Linked DNA regions of Sus scrofa: region 2 is linked to region 1. A link is a contact called in public HiChIP or PLAC-seq data. All regions are on one chromosome and are shown on one strand. Each heading gives the region's core, a stretch centred on a gene start, on an enhancer-like site or on the middle of the called end of the contact. The rest is flanking DNA. Distances are from core to core; before and after follow the strand shown. Region 1 holds the start of DCLRE1A (DNA cross-link repair 1A protein). Region 2 holds the start of CCDC186 (coiled-coil domain-containing protein 186).

Region 1 (6,957 bases), core at 493-2,992:
TAAAACACACTCATTGTAAATACAAACAAGAAGATAAAAATACTGGCCTGAATCCTAGTTGGTGGCATGCTCATTTATGACAACGTACTATGTAAGTTTAACTTCTCACAGAGTTCTTTAAAAATATACATACATGTATATAAATTTCTAAAGTTTCTTTGATGGGATAAGCACAAATGCACCCAACTCTTTTGACAGAATTCTGCAATAACACAATACCAAGATAGGACTAATAACAGAAAAAAATTAGCACTTTTGAAGGAGAGAGAGCAAAAGGCTTAGAAGCACAGGAGGCTGTCATCAGAGCCAAGGTTCCCATATACCTCTCATGAGATACTGAACCCTGTCACGTCCAACCAATTAACTATACATGTGGTTTCAGTGTCATGCCAGGAGATACGCCAACACCACCAGGCAAAACAATGCCAGCCCCAACCAAAGAAGGTAAAGTTCGGTTTCATGTATCACAATAAGATGCGCTTCATAAACAGCACTGCTAGGAATATCAGGTTCCCTAGTGCTCCAAACATTCACAGAGCCAGGATTCAAACCCTGGAGACAGGTCATAATTCAGACTTTTAAAATTACAAGTTTCAAACTTTGAACAGAGGAGTGTGGCACAGCAAAGAAACCGGCAGAAGAAGGGAGTCTGCTGATTCCGACTCTGGTAATTCTTAGTTAGGATGCCCTCGGCAAACGACTCAATCTCCCTGATCCCGTGCCTGAGTCCCCCAATTTATAAAATAAGGCTAATTAAGAGCACTTCAATGGACTGCAGAGAGGATTAAATAAAATAGTACCCTTAAAGTGATGAAAACTGTGTGGGGCCCCTAAGAACTGATCAATAAAGGTTAGCTACGATAATGCAGAATTATGATGATGCTGGGCAACCAGACTGGAAGGACAGGGTGGCATGGACACTGGCATCATGCCAACGAAACATTCGGGGAAAGTTACTTAGTTAACATAAGGCCCGGGCAGATCTAGATGATTGCAGAGATGAAGATGCAGGTCCCCGCCCTCCATAAACCCACGGTCCGCCGCCGCCGCCGCCGCCGGGGGACAGATGCTCCGCTGTGCGAAGCGCCTCTCCCCGGCGCGGTGGCACAATCCCGCCTCGCCCACCGCTTCAGGGGAGGGCGCAGTCCCCGAGGAAGGGGAGGTTCCGGGAGGGGTCCCCACCCTGAAGCCAGCCCCTCACCTTCCGGAAACTCGGGCACTGATAAGTCCTGCTCCCAACCGTCCACCTTCTGCAGATACTGGTAGACCAAGCTGTCCTTCTCCTCCTGGGTGACGGCGTCGAGCAGGGCGTACTCCAGCGAGGTCTGAGCCGGGAGCAGGCCCGACAGGCTGCAGCTCCGGGCTCCGGGCGCCGCCATGTTCTCTCCGGACCGTCCAGAGGCGGCTGCCGAGCCCGCCGGACGGCCTCGTTTAGAGAAAGGGGGAAGCGCTTACAGCCCTTCGGTTTCAGAACAGTACATTCGCCTCACCCACCACCGGCCCCCCTCCAAGTTAATGGCACTTTTCTTCAAACGCTAGAGCACAAATCGACACTATTCCCAGGCACGTAATTAAACTACCGTCCCAAACCACCCCGCCCCTTCTAAATCCTCACGCCACAGCTGAGTCTGCACATTCAGCGCGCCAGATTCAACATGGAAAAGGCCTCTGGGCAAGCGTTCTAGAAGTTCTCAGAGACCCATTCCCCAACCCTTCACTTTGGAAATTAGCAGGTTTTAGAACTAAAATAAAACAAAATAAATCCGTAGGACTTAAAAGGGCACAAACTTTTTTTCTTTTAAAAGTCCCACTTTTAGACCAAGATCAGCTGATTCGACACAACATCGGTAACAGGAAACTGTTCCCGCCACGACACGAAAGGTAAAGGAGCAGGCTTTTTTAAAGTTGGGAGTGACTAGCCAATGGCTTTGGCTTATACACAAACGCAGGATTTTGTTACGGTCCAGTGCTGAAAGTGCGGGCGCGAATAGATTGTCAGCCGAGCAGGGGAAGGGGGCGCGAGGGAAGTGGACTCAGCTGCAGCTGCACAAGGCGGGGTGAGGGTGGCAGGTGGGTGGCGGCGGGGATCCCTGAAGGCTCGGGCTCTGTCTTCGGAAGGGAAGGGCTCTGACGGCTTTTGCGGAGCGGGCTGTGTCAGCAGCTCACCCTCTCCCTACCCTAGAGCGGGTAAGGGCCCATTCACTGGCCTCTCACCCTCCTACATCTAAAGAGGAGGTCGAGCAACTGAGAGGCATCAGGCAGGTAAACTTTGGTTTTGAGGCTGGTGGAGAGAGGGCAGGTCACCCCTGTGGTCTGGAGTGAGGAATGTGGGTGGCCTCAGTGCGAGCACGACTTCACATCTTTGAATTTTGTTTGTTCATTGTGCAGTGTTTGTTCATTGCTGCTGGAAGAAGATAATTGAACTGACCCAGGACACTGAAGTTGTTGAATATCCACGAGTCACAGATAAGGGCAATTAAGCTTTTTGCGACTCACACACATTTGATTATGGTGTGATTAGTGTTACTAGCAAACTGAAGCCTTCAGTGTTTGGAATGTTTGGAATACCTGCTGAGCCGTCTACCCAAGAACTGTGGTTGGGTTTGTATTATTTGGACAATTGTCCAGTTGAAATAGAATTGAAGGACGCTTGATAACAATTTTACAAAGCTCCTTCTAAAATTAAACTGTTAACCCTATGCTTCCCATTAGGGCTTCGCGTTGAAAGTATTACTGATTTTTATTTATGAAACAAGTCCTGGAAAAAGCCAAGATACCTGAATGAAATATACACAATGGAAAACTTCTCAGATGCTACCCCTGTTAATTTCATTGTAGTATAAATGGAATAGCAGGTGTTCTCAGGTATAAGGTTTGTAGTTTGCCAATATATTCATTACCAAAGCTTTAGAATCCCATCAGGTTAGAGGGGTTTTTTGTTTTTGTTTTTGTTTTTTTTCGGAATAAGAATTCTATTTAAAATTTTCGTAACAGGAAGTAGACCCTCAGTTTACTTAGATTAGTGCTTCTTTTATGATTAAAGTCATTTTGCCATGTTTGAAGACACTTTTTTGGAAGAAGACACTTTTTTGGAAAAAGACACTTTTTTGGAAGAAGACATCTGGGAATACAAATCCAAAAGAAAACCTAAATCAGTACATTCAAATAATTGCTCTGAGAATATTCCAAAATCTGTTGAAAAAGCAACAGATGGAAAGTACCAATCAAAACGAAACAGAAATAAAAAAAGAACTGTAGAAGCTAAAGAGAAAGTGAGGACCCCAGAAATGTGCCTTGGAGAAACAAACAGTCAGACTTCTGTAGCTTCTAGTCAGAATTCTAGTTGCGAAGATGGTATTCAGCAGTGCCAAGACAGGGAGACCACACCAAGAAAGACTCACAAAAACAAACATGTGTCTCCGAAGGTACGGCCAGTTTATGATGGATACTGTCCAAACTGCCAGATGCCTTTTTCATCCTTGCTAGGTCAAACACCTCGATGGCATGTTTTTGAATGTTTGGATTCCCTACCAGTCTCTAAAACAGGTAAGATTACAAAAAAGAGAGTGGACTCTAAGTAGTTGAAATGACCGATGTTAGGCCAAACATATCAGCCCAGTGAAATAAGCCAAGAAAGCAGTAAATCACAGGAGAGATGAAACGCTGTCTCAATGTATAAGTGACTTTCTCGAGAAGGAAACAAGGTATGCATTTTTATCCTTCTTGTGAAGGGTAAAAAGATAAGTCAGTGGTGTCATTGTAAAGAATGTTGCAAACTTGAAAATAGTTTCAGTGTATCCTATTTCATAACAGGTCTTAACTCTGTGGTTTTTCATAACTTAATTGAGCACATATGCAAAGTACTCTCACCTACATAAGGGAGATGGTATCTTACAGATGAAGGTTCTTAAAAGTTAAACAACTTGCTCATTTTGTTATCTTTTAGGAAACAGACTTTTTAGAGACTTATTAATGTAGTCCACCCTTCTAAATGTGGCTACGTTAATCATCATTGCTAATGTACAGAAAGAAGAACTGGGAAGGAGTGTTAGGTTATTAAGATTCTAAGAATAAAATTGTGCTAAATGATAACTGAAGTAATGCTATGTTTGGTTGTTTTTTAAATTATATAATAAATGCCATGTTTAACATGTAGAAAATCCAACCTAGAGTGTATGGAGAATTAGCTGTTATTGATGATTTGTATATTTTAAAGTTATACATATATATATATTTTTTAATCTCAAAGAATTGAAATTCACTACAATTAAAAAAAAATACTCAGTATGACCTTCATGTTAACTCTGATTCAGAGGACATTTTATTATTAACCTCCAGTTACCGTTTTAAAGTAGTGCATGAAGATGTACAATAACGTTTAAAAATAATTCATTGATAAAGGTAAAGCCTCATCAAATGCTTGTAATTTGCTTTTAAGTGGCTTGAAAATCAGAAATAGACGTTGGAATTCTCTGGTGAGTTCTTCAGGGTGAACTGTCTTCTAGATGAAGCCACCTCAAAGAGATTTTTCTTCTGCTTCTTTCACTGACTAAATTCCTTTGACTAGAATTTCAGGTGCATTCTTGAATTCTGTTCCATAGCATGTACTTTTATGAGGTGGTTTTAGGTTTTAAGCAATGAAGTCTTCCAATTGAATGTAACATCTTTTTTTTTTTTTTTTTTTTTTGGTGAGGGGTGGGGGGATCATATTTTGATAAGCCTGGAAATGAACATGCAGGAGAATATGCCGAGATAGTTTACAGACTGTCAGTCATACGGCATGATGGGAAATGGTTTGCAGATTATTAAAGCCTTATTAACCAGTTTATCCAATTGAATTTCACACCTTAGAATCTAAAATGGTTAAGGTATGAACAGCTCTAAGATTGTTATTGCTGCTTTTGTATACAGTGTATATACTTAATAGTGGAACCTAATTCAGTACAACTGTCATCAATTCGTGTTGCCTGGTAAGATAAAAATTGGCGTAGAGCTCTAGTCTGTAAGAGACATACCAGTCTTCTGTACTCTTTTCGAGTAATTATTTCTAAATAATCATTACCTAGTGAAACTGATAGTTTAGTAATAGTAATAGTAATAATCATTACTTAGTGAAACTGATAGTTTAGTAATAGTAATAATTATTAGTGAAACTGATAGTTTAGTAATAGTAATAATTATTACTTAGTGAAACTGATAGTATCGATTTACAGCACCTGTTTAAGAAATACCTAGTGCAAGCATGACATGCATTTTGGAGGAGCTCATCCTGGTGGAAGTTACTAGTTGAGGGAAGAAAAAGATGTTCATCTTAATTTTTTTTTTTTTTTTGAGAAAAGAGCATTTGAAAGGAAATTGAAAAGACTATTTGATTTAAAAATAATGACTAGCACCTTTCAAAAACCATACTGGATTACTGTTACTACGTGCTGACTTTTTGGATTGTATAGAGATAGCTGTTGTTTGTGCCCTCAAAGACGGATTACTTACATGTTAATTTATGGTGCAAAGACTGTCAAAGCTTCGTCTGTGCTTTGATGTGTAATCCTTTTTTCTTTATCAAAACTTCCAGAGTGTCCTGATGGTCTTCAGTGTTCCTCCACAATCCCTTCTCATTACAAGAAGTACACTCACCTCCTGCTAGCTCGGAGCAGGGCTGGTTACAGTCCTTTGAGAGGTCCAGGTGAGAGTTTCAGTGAGACTCATTCAGGTTTTCTCAGTAGCCTTGAGGAAGGATGGTCTCTGTGTCAGAATCAAACAGAAAACTTTAAAAATGTTTCGACTGATCCCTTGTTGGTGACACAGTGTCTAAAAACATCTCAGTCTCCAACTGAAACCGATAAAAAGAGTTCCTCTTCAACAAATATCCACACTTCCCAGCAAGCCCCACAACTCACAGAACTTGTTAAAAATGACAAATGGGTAGAAGTTGGTTTGCCTCTTGCTGAAAAATTAGACAGCCCAAACAGCCCAGAACACGGAAAGTCGCCACTGCCAGAAAATGACTTGAGCGACTGTGAAATCTCCTATTCCCCACTTCAGAGTGATGAAGAAACTTACGATACGGATGAAAGGCTGGATGATTCACAACAGGGATTGTGTTTTACCGAAAGCTCTAAAGATGGCAGCCTAGAAGAAGATGACAGCAGCTCCACTTTGTTTAGAAAACGTCGAGATTCTTTCCTAAAGGACCTGGAGGGCAGCTGCCCGGAAATGGGTAGCTTCCTACCTCAGGATAAATACGACGAAGAATTGTATAAATGCAGCCACACTCAGAACAACTCACCTCAACTTACTTTCCAAAAGAAGAGTATTATTTTACGTGATGATCCAGCATATACTGCTGAGGATTTTATGCTGTTTCCACCTGCCTTCACAGAGAGGTTTACTTCTCCTAGTTACCAAGCCTCTAAAGCAAAGCAAAAGCCAGAATTCCACTCATCTCAGTCAAATCAAGAGAAACGGGTACTTGAAGAATCAGCTGTTTACAATCAACTTCCTCTTCCATTACTTAAGAGTAAAGTGTCAAACGCTTTTGAACGCCAGGGAGGAGAGTGTCATTCTTTCCACCCAACCCAAAGTAAAATTAGAGAATTACCAAGTAAGAATTCTCATGCTAAGAACAAGACTAACTCAGCATATTCCTGCAGAAAGGCATTAGATGGTTTACTAGACTGTAAAGTTACAGCTTTAAATACAGAGATATTTTCCGGTACACCTGCAGCTGCCAAGTCTTTGAAAATATTGCCACCTGGCCCTAGGTGTAATGCAGCAGACCCTTCTATTAAGGCAATGAAGCAAACAGATATAGGTGTGTACTTCGGACTACCACCCAAAAGAAAAGAAGAGAAATTGCCGGAGGAAAGTACATTAGGAAGGATGAACTTAAGTACACTTGTAAGTCCTAATGAAAAGAGATCTCGGCAGTATAAGAGGAAAGCAGAAAAATCTTTAAGC
Region 2 (7,158 bases), core at 2,277-4,776, 360 kb before region 1:
TTTAATCTTCTCATTTTTCTTATATATTGAAGTAACTGCAGTTTTTCTCACGATTTTGTTGCTTACATTCACGCTGATATTTCACAGGTGGTGTGTGCTTCTATTGCTCCACATCAGAAACCACTTAACATCTAATCAGTTTCTCTTTGGGGGATATTAACAAGTTCTAGTGTTGTCAGCCCCACCCATGCACTGTAAAGTTTCCCATCAGCTTTTCATCTAATGATTCTGGATTCACTTGATGACCACTACCTAAATACATTATTTCATTAGAATTTCCAAAATGGTGATGGTCTACCTTTTCCTTTGCATTTATTACCTGAAATTCTATTAAAAAAAGAACTTTCCTGGGAATTCCTGTTGTGGCTCAGCAGGAACAAACCCAACTAGTATCCATAAGGACACAGGTTCCATCCCTGGCCTCACTCAGTGGATTAAGGACCTGGAGTTGACATGCGCTGTGGTGTAGTTCACAGCTGCAGCTCTGATCCAGCTTTGCTGTGGCCGTGGTGTAGACCAGCAGCTACAGCTCCAATTGGATCCAAGCCTGGGAACTTCCATATGCCCTATATAAAAAGCAAAAAAGAAAAAAAAAAAAAAAAGAACTTTCCCACATTAACTGTTTGGCTGAGATACAGTTTGCAGCAGAAAAGGTAGGATGCTTGATTCTTTCATCAGTTTTCAGAATGTGATGATTCCTTGGCATCCTTGAAGGTAACCAACGACATTTTAAAAAATCAACATACTCATTGATTTTTAACCTAGTAGATGTGTCTCAATTGCTACTATTTTTGAACCCTGAAATTTTCCCATCTTTGACCAGTGGGAACACCTTTGAACACCTTTGGCTCCTGGCTCCTGAGTCTTTTTGACACACTCCTATTTTTGTTTTCTTTGCATTCTTTTTTTGGGGGGGGGGCACACACCTGCAGCATACGGAAGTTCCCAGGCTAGGGGTTGAATTGGAGCTTTAGCTGCTGGCCATAGCCGCAGCCACAGCAACGCAGGATCCCAGTGCGTTCGTGACCTACACCACAGCTCACGGCAGGCAATGCCAGATCCTTAACCCACCGAGCAAGGCCAGGAATTGAACCTGCATCCTAATGGATACTAGTGGGATTCGTTTCTGTTACGCCGCAGTGGGAACTCTCTTCTTTGCATTCTGATATAACCAGTATATCCTAAGCTTTCTTACACATTTCTTGCCCCAAATATAGATTCAGGCCTTGAGCTCCAAGAGGAGCCCAGGTGATTTTTAGTGGGGAATTATATTTAGAGATTATAGGAAAATAGGGTTATGCATTGAGTTGATCATTGCTGTAGGCCTTTTCAGTGCACAGATTTCTTTTAACGGGAAAAAAAAATGCACCATGAGTTTATGCTAATATTTCTAAATTCAAATTTAGTAGTTCACACTGATGTTTCTAAAATCAAACTTAGGATTGCAGTGTTTTTACTTAATTTCTTTGATTTTAACAATCTTTTTTTTTTTTCCTTTGTCTTTTTTGCCTTTTCTAGGGCCGCACCTGAGGCATATGGAGGTTCCCAGGCTAGGGGTCTAATCGGAACTGTAGCTGCCAGTCTACACCACAGACACAGCCACGCAGGTTCCAAGCTGCATCTGCGACCTACACCACAGCTCACGGCAATGCTGGATCCTTAACCCACTGAGCAAAGGGATGGAACCAGCAACCTCATGGTTCCTAGTCGGATTTATTAACCACTGAGTCATGACGGGAACTCCCTGATTTTTTAATCTTTACATTTTCTTTTTTTTAATACTGAAAATCTTGGTTCCCAAAGATTATGTATATGCTTTATACTAATATATTTCAGAAATGACAGTATAAATGTTATTACCGACAATATGCATATTAAAAAGCTTAGAGTTTCTTTTTAAATGTTTCCCCTGGAAATGACATCTCAATAGTACTGTGCGGTCAATTTGTTGTTTTAAAGTCAAATCATTTCTTTATTGTCACATTTTAACTGCATGTTTTTTAAATATTTTTATTTTTTCTACTATAGTTGATTTACAATGTTCTGTCAATTTCTTCTGTACAGCAAAGTGACCCAGTTGTATATATCATATTCTTTTTCCTCACGTTATCCTCCATCTTGTCAGTATCTTCCTTTAAGAAGGAAGGTGCCATTTCCTGTTGAAAAGAGGAACAGAGTTACACAATATTGATTTCTTTTTTTAATATGGGGTTTTTTATTTTTATTTGGGGGGTTGTTTGGGGGTGGCTTTTGCCATTAGTTAGTATCAAAGAAGCTTAACAGAACAGGAAAAAGTTTTGCTTTATCAACTCGAATTGATGACTTGTTAAGATTAACTATATTTACTCGACTTGAGCTTTAGAAGTATTAAATCAAAGAACAGCACTTCACTGGACAGAGTTGGTTTGCAAAACCTCCACAGACTGAAACAGCTCACCTCTGATTGCGATTAGGCAAGGGTATTTAATACACTCCCCCCCATACAATTGTTATTATTATTATTTTTGCTAATTATTGAGCAGCTGCGTGTCAAACCCCATGCTGTGTGCCGTCAAGGAGCTCACAGTCCAGTACTGGACACGAACTGATCAACTGTTTATTATTAAACAATGGCAGTCGGTGCTACGCGGTGGATACAAACGCGGTGTTATGGAAACCCCTGGAGCCTCTCCCAGAGACTAGTTGTCAGGTGGGCAGGGAGGCTGCTCCTGCTGATTCCGCCCATGTCAGGTGCATCAGAACTGGGAAGTCACAATTTTGAATTCTCTCTTTTTTTTGTTGTTTGTTTGTTATTTTGTTAACACGGACACAATTTAACAATTCTAATTTTTTTGTAGTTTTTTTTTTAACAAGTCAGGTGCCATAAACATTCAAATAATCCATTCTTTAAAAAGCACGTTTACAACATCAAAAGAAGATGAAATATAAACCTTTCTACCTACAATTTTTATAGATTAACCAAATCACAAAACCACAAATAAATGTTAAATTGTAACAACATGATGAATAAACATTCTGATTCTTAATAAAAATCTTCCTTTAACATTTGTTTTACACTTACCATTACACGAAATGGTCTATGCAGAATTTGGGGGTACATACGATACCAGGAAGGCATCAACAGTACAAAGCAGATACGAAGCGGTTTCAGAACTTGCTTGAGTGCTCTACATGGATATTGAATTCTCTTTTATTATTTATGCCCCTAAAATGAGTAAGGGCCAAAGGGTGAAGAGGAATTATCTCCAAGGGCGCGTCCTACAGGAAGCGATAACCCCTTTGGGCCGGGGCGGGGCTTGATACGCAGAGCTGTAGCCAGAGGCAGGAGGGAGAGCTCGCCGGGTCAGCCAGGGCGGGGGTATCCAGCAAGTCTAAGGGCAGGGCTGGGCGCTCAGGGGGCGGGAGACGGCTTTGCCGGCCCCGCCCACTGCAGACAGGTTACCCCGGCCCCAAGGTGCGTCGCGTCACACCTCCCACGCAGCGCTGATTGGCTTCTTCAGGAGGCCCCGCCCCCTCAGCAGTAGCCAGGCCGGCTTCGGCGTCGCCGCCATCTTTGTTGATGTGTCAGCTCCGCGGGGGCTTGGGGAAGGCGCGGCAGAGGTAACGTGGTCTCGGCTCTGTCCCCACCCCTGTCGCCCCCCCCACTTCCTGGTCTGCGGGACCCCGCTATGGAGAAGTTGGTCCCAGAGCCGGAGCTCCAGCAGTCTTGTTAGGGGTGTGGCCTGAAGCTCGGAGAAGTGGGGTAAGTGCCTCGGGGGGCGCTTGGGGCGGACCGGGGAGTCGCGGTGGCGTGCGGCCGACCGCTCACCTCTCCCGCGGTCCTGCAGGTTCTGGGGCCGGCTCCCCACCTCATTTCTCGAGGGAGCGAAGCGAGGGCTGGGGTACGGAGTTCGGAATCCCCTCCTCTCTGCCCCCCTCCCTTACTCCCCGGCCGCCAAAGGAGGAGGCGGCCGTGGGGTCGCGGGGGCTCATGGGGGCCGGGGCTCTGGAGCTACACCTAGAGCGCGGCGGAATTTGGGCGGATTCCTGGTCTCCCAGTGCCTATTGCAGCTGAGCCCCACCTGCTCGGTCCTAGACTCAATCTTGTAATTCTCTTTTCGTCTCCAAGTTGACTGTGTTCTTGTTTTATGTTTACTGTTGGCGACTTTTTACCCTTTTTCCAAATACTTCCATTATTGTGATTTAGATACGATTCTTTGGGATTGTGGATAGGAGAGAAATTGTTCTTGCTGTTTATGTTGCCTTTCGATCAAGGACATGAAGGCATTTGATAAACTTGGTTGGTAAGGATCATATTTCAAATTAGGGTCTTTGTCAAACTTGTAAAATGGTAAAAGCCCTTCTACACGTCCCCTAGTAGCAACTTTGGGGAACAGTGCAGTTACAAGTATTGCTTGACTTTTGACAACTTAAAAACTTCAGCTAATATTTATATCCTGATTTTGTTCAGAGGGAAGAGGCCTGGATTTGGAGTTGGAACATTTAGACTATTTTTGATTTGATAATCTTGTTAACTTAGAGGAATTATATAGTTAGTAATGCTATGCAGACCCAGACAGTTGGCAGTTTTCTGTGTGTGTGTGATGTACCTTTGACACCCATTTTTCTTATTTCTTCCAAAATGATAGATTGAGAGTTTTTCTAAGGAAAATGTGCGGTAAATCAGTGGAAGTGTTCCAGAAAAGTACTGATAGTCATTCAAAAAAAAAAAAAAAATCTGTTAGGTGTTCAGATATGCTAGTTGTGGGTGTAGCTTTCCCAACTACTACTTACGCCTTCATATTTGTAGTGTTGATCTTGTGGGAAAGATTAAGGTTCTGGAGATACTGATAGTAAAACTAGAGTGTCTTTGTATAAAGTATACTGTTCTCTATACAGCTATTTTCTAGTACTTTATCCACAAGCAGAAAACAGTGATGATTGGCATAGTTTTTTTCATTTTTCCTGTTATTTTAAGCACAGTGATGGTATAGAGTGACTCACAAATCTTGAAGTGTAAAGAATTAAAACTCCTTATTCATTGTAATAGGCAAGACTGTATAATTACTGAAGATTCTACCTGGAAATCCATGGTTTTTTTTTTTTTGCTTTTTGTGGCCCTGGGGCATATGGACGTTCCAGGGAAAGGGGTTCAATCTGAGCTACAGCTGCCTGCCTCCCCACAGCCACAGCAATGCAGCGAGCTGCTTCGTGACCTATACCACAGCTCATGGCAACGCTGGATCCTTAACCTACTGAGCAAGACCAGGGATTGTACGGTGTCCTTAGGGATACTAGTTGAGTTCTTTACCACTGAGCCACGAAGAGAAGTCCCTGGCATGTGTTTATGTTGGTTTTATTCTTTTTAAGACCTTGTCTAATTCAGAACACCTGCATATAAACTCAGAGGTTCCTTTAAGCAATGGAGATTCCATAGAGTATCATTGGTATTTCAGAGTCTTTTTTTTTTTGGTCTTCTGTCTTTTTCGAGGGCCACACCCACTGCATATGGAGGTTCCCAGGCTAGGGGTCTAATTGAAGCTGTTGTCGCTGGCCTACACCACAGCCACAGCAATGCCAGATCCAAGCCGCATATGTAGCATACACCACAGCTCACAGCAACACCGGATCCTCAACCCACTGAGCAAGGCCAGGGATTGAACCCGCAACCACATGGTTCCTAGTTGGATTGTTTCCACTGTGCCAGAACTGGAACTTCGGTATTTCAGAGTCTTAATCATTGCTAACAGGAAAGGAGTGTTGTAGCACAGTAACTACTCTTTAACCTTTTAGTTCCTTCACCTGTAAACTAAGAAGTTGTTCTTTGATATCATACAATGACAGTATAGCTGATAATGTTTGCATAGTATATTCAGTTTAAAGCTATCTATTTACAGCTACATGCTGACATCCAGATCTGAAGGTAAAACAGTGAAGTATGCTTTTTAAAAGGAAGAGATAATAGGTCTGTTGAAGCAGCCTTGTTTAGAAAAATCATCTTTCCTGTGAAGAATGACTAACTGCTAGTTTTTAAAATTCATTTAACAGTTTCATGTTAAAGTAAGTCTCCATGCCTAAAGTTGTTTCTTTTTTTTTTTCCCAATAAAATTTGGATTTGTCTTTTACCCTTTATCTCTAGCTTTAAATAATTAAGGCTGATTCTCGAATTTGTCATAAGCATGTCTTTGGGCCTACAGTGTTGGGCATGTTTAGTATCATTTCAGGACAACCTTGGGAGCATATAATTTAAATTTGCAAATAACCCTCTCATCTTATATTATTTCAAACATCACCTTTGAACCTTATTTCTTAGCTACTGAGATTTTAAAAATCTACTTGGGCTGTGAAGGAAACAAAAAGTGTTGGCGTGAAAGGGCAGTAGATACAAAGTGGAAATCAAACCCAGCAAAGGAAAGTATTGATTAGATTGTGTGTAGTTGTCCATCATTAAGACATGAAATGTGAAGTCTACTGTAGGGATGATTATGTAGTAGCTAATGAATAATTTAGTTTTTTGGTAAACTACATCATTCCAAATTAACCAAGCCCAGGCCAAAGGTGGCTTCAAAATGTAAACATTAACCAGAACTTCTTGGGAGTTCCCATTGTGGCTCAGTGGTTACAAACCTGACTAGTATCTATGAGGATGTGGGTTCAACCCTTGGCCTTGCTTAGTGGGTTAAGCATCTGGCATTGCTGTAGCTATGGTGTATAGGCTGGCAGCTGCAGCTCCAGTTTGACCCCTAGCCTGTGAACTTCCAACTTCCATATTCCTCAGGTGTGGCCTTTAAAGCAAAAAAACAAAAAACAAAAAAACCCTTAGAACGTCTTAATATAAGGCAGAATTCACCTTAGCTTAATTTTTAAAAGTTACTAGCCTTCGTTTTTGAAAGGGGTCAGCCCCCCCCCCCACTTTGTTTTAAAATTTTCCAATTTTGGGAGAAACTGGCTGAAAATATTTCCATGTTTTCTTAGACTTGTTAAAATTAATTTGGTGAGCTCTATGTAAGTAGCTTCAAAATGAGATTTGTTTATTAGTAATTTTTCTACTTTAAATTTATTTTATGAGTTCAGGTTGTGGCTCTGGAAACAAACCTGATTAGTATCCATGAGGGTTTCGGTTGGATTTCTGGTCTTGCTCATTGGGTTAAGGATCTGGAGTTGCTGTAGGCTGTGGTA

The links. HiChIP or PLAC-seq counts read pairs in DNA pulled down with a chosen protein or histone mark.
Region 2: an H3K27ac HiChIP or PLAC-seq map of alveolar macrophages shows a contact between it and region 1. The contact joins the promoter of CCDC186 here to the promoter of DCLRE1A in region 1. A contact is called at or near these places in 1 of 47 Hi-C or Micro-C datasets (embryonic fibroblasts) and 2 of 2 datasets of contacts at active chromatin or transcription factors (alveolar macrophages and skeletal muscle).

The regions. Positions count from the first base shown.
Region 1 is chr14:124,157,164-124,164,120 of Sscrofa11.1, reverse strand. DCLRE1A (DNA cross-link repair 1A protein) reads left to right here and starts at 1,742. Exons shown (of 10, transcript XM_013983742.2): 1 at 1,742-1,881; 2 at 2,389-3,546; 3 at 5,573-6,957. The coding sequence starts at 3,054. It overlaps NHLRC2 (NHL repeat containing 2), which reads right to left and starts at 1,404. Exons shown (of 11, transcript NM_001243561.1): 1 at 1,202-1,404. The coding sequence starts at 1,379.
Region 2 is chr14:124,517,513-124,524,670 of Sscrofa11.1, reverse strand. It overlaps CCDC186 (coiled-coil domain-containing protein 186), which reads left to right and starts at 3,526. Exons shown (of 17, transcript XM_001927027.7): 1 at 3,526-3,742.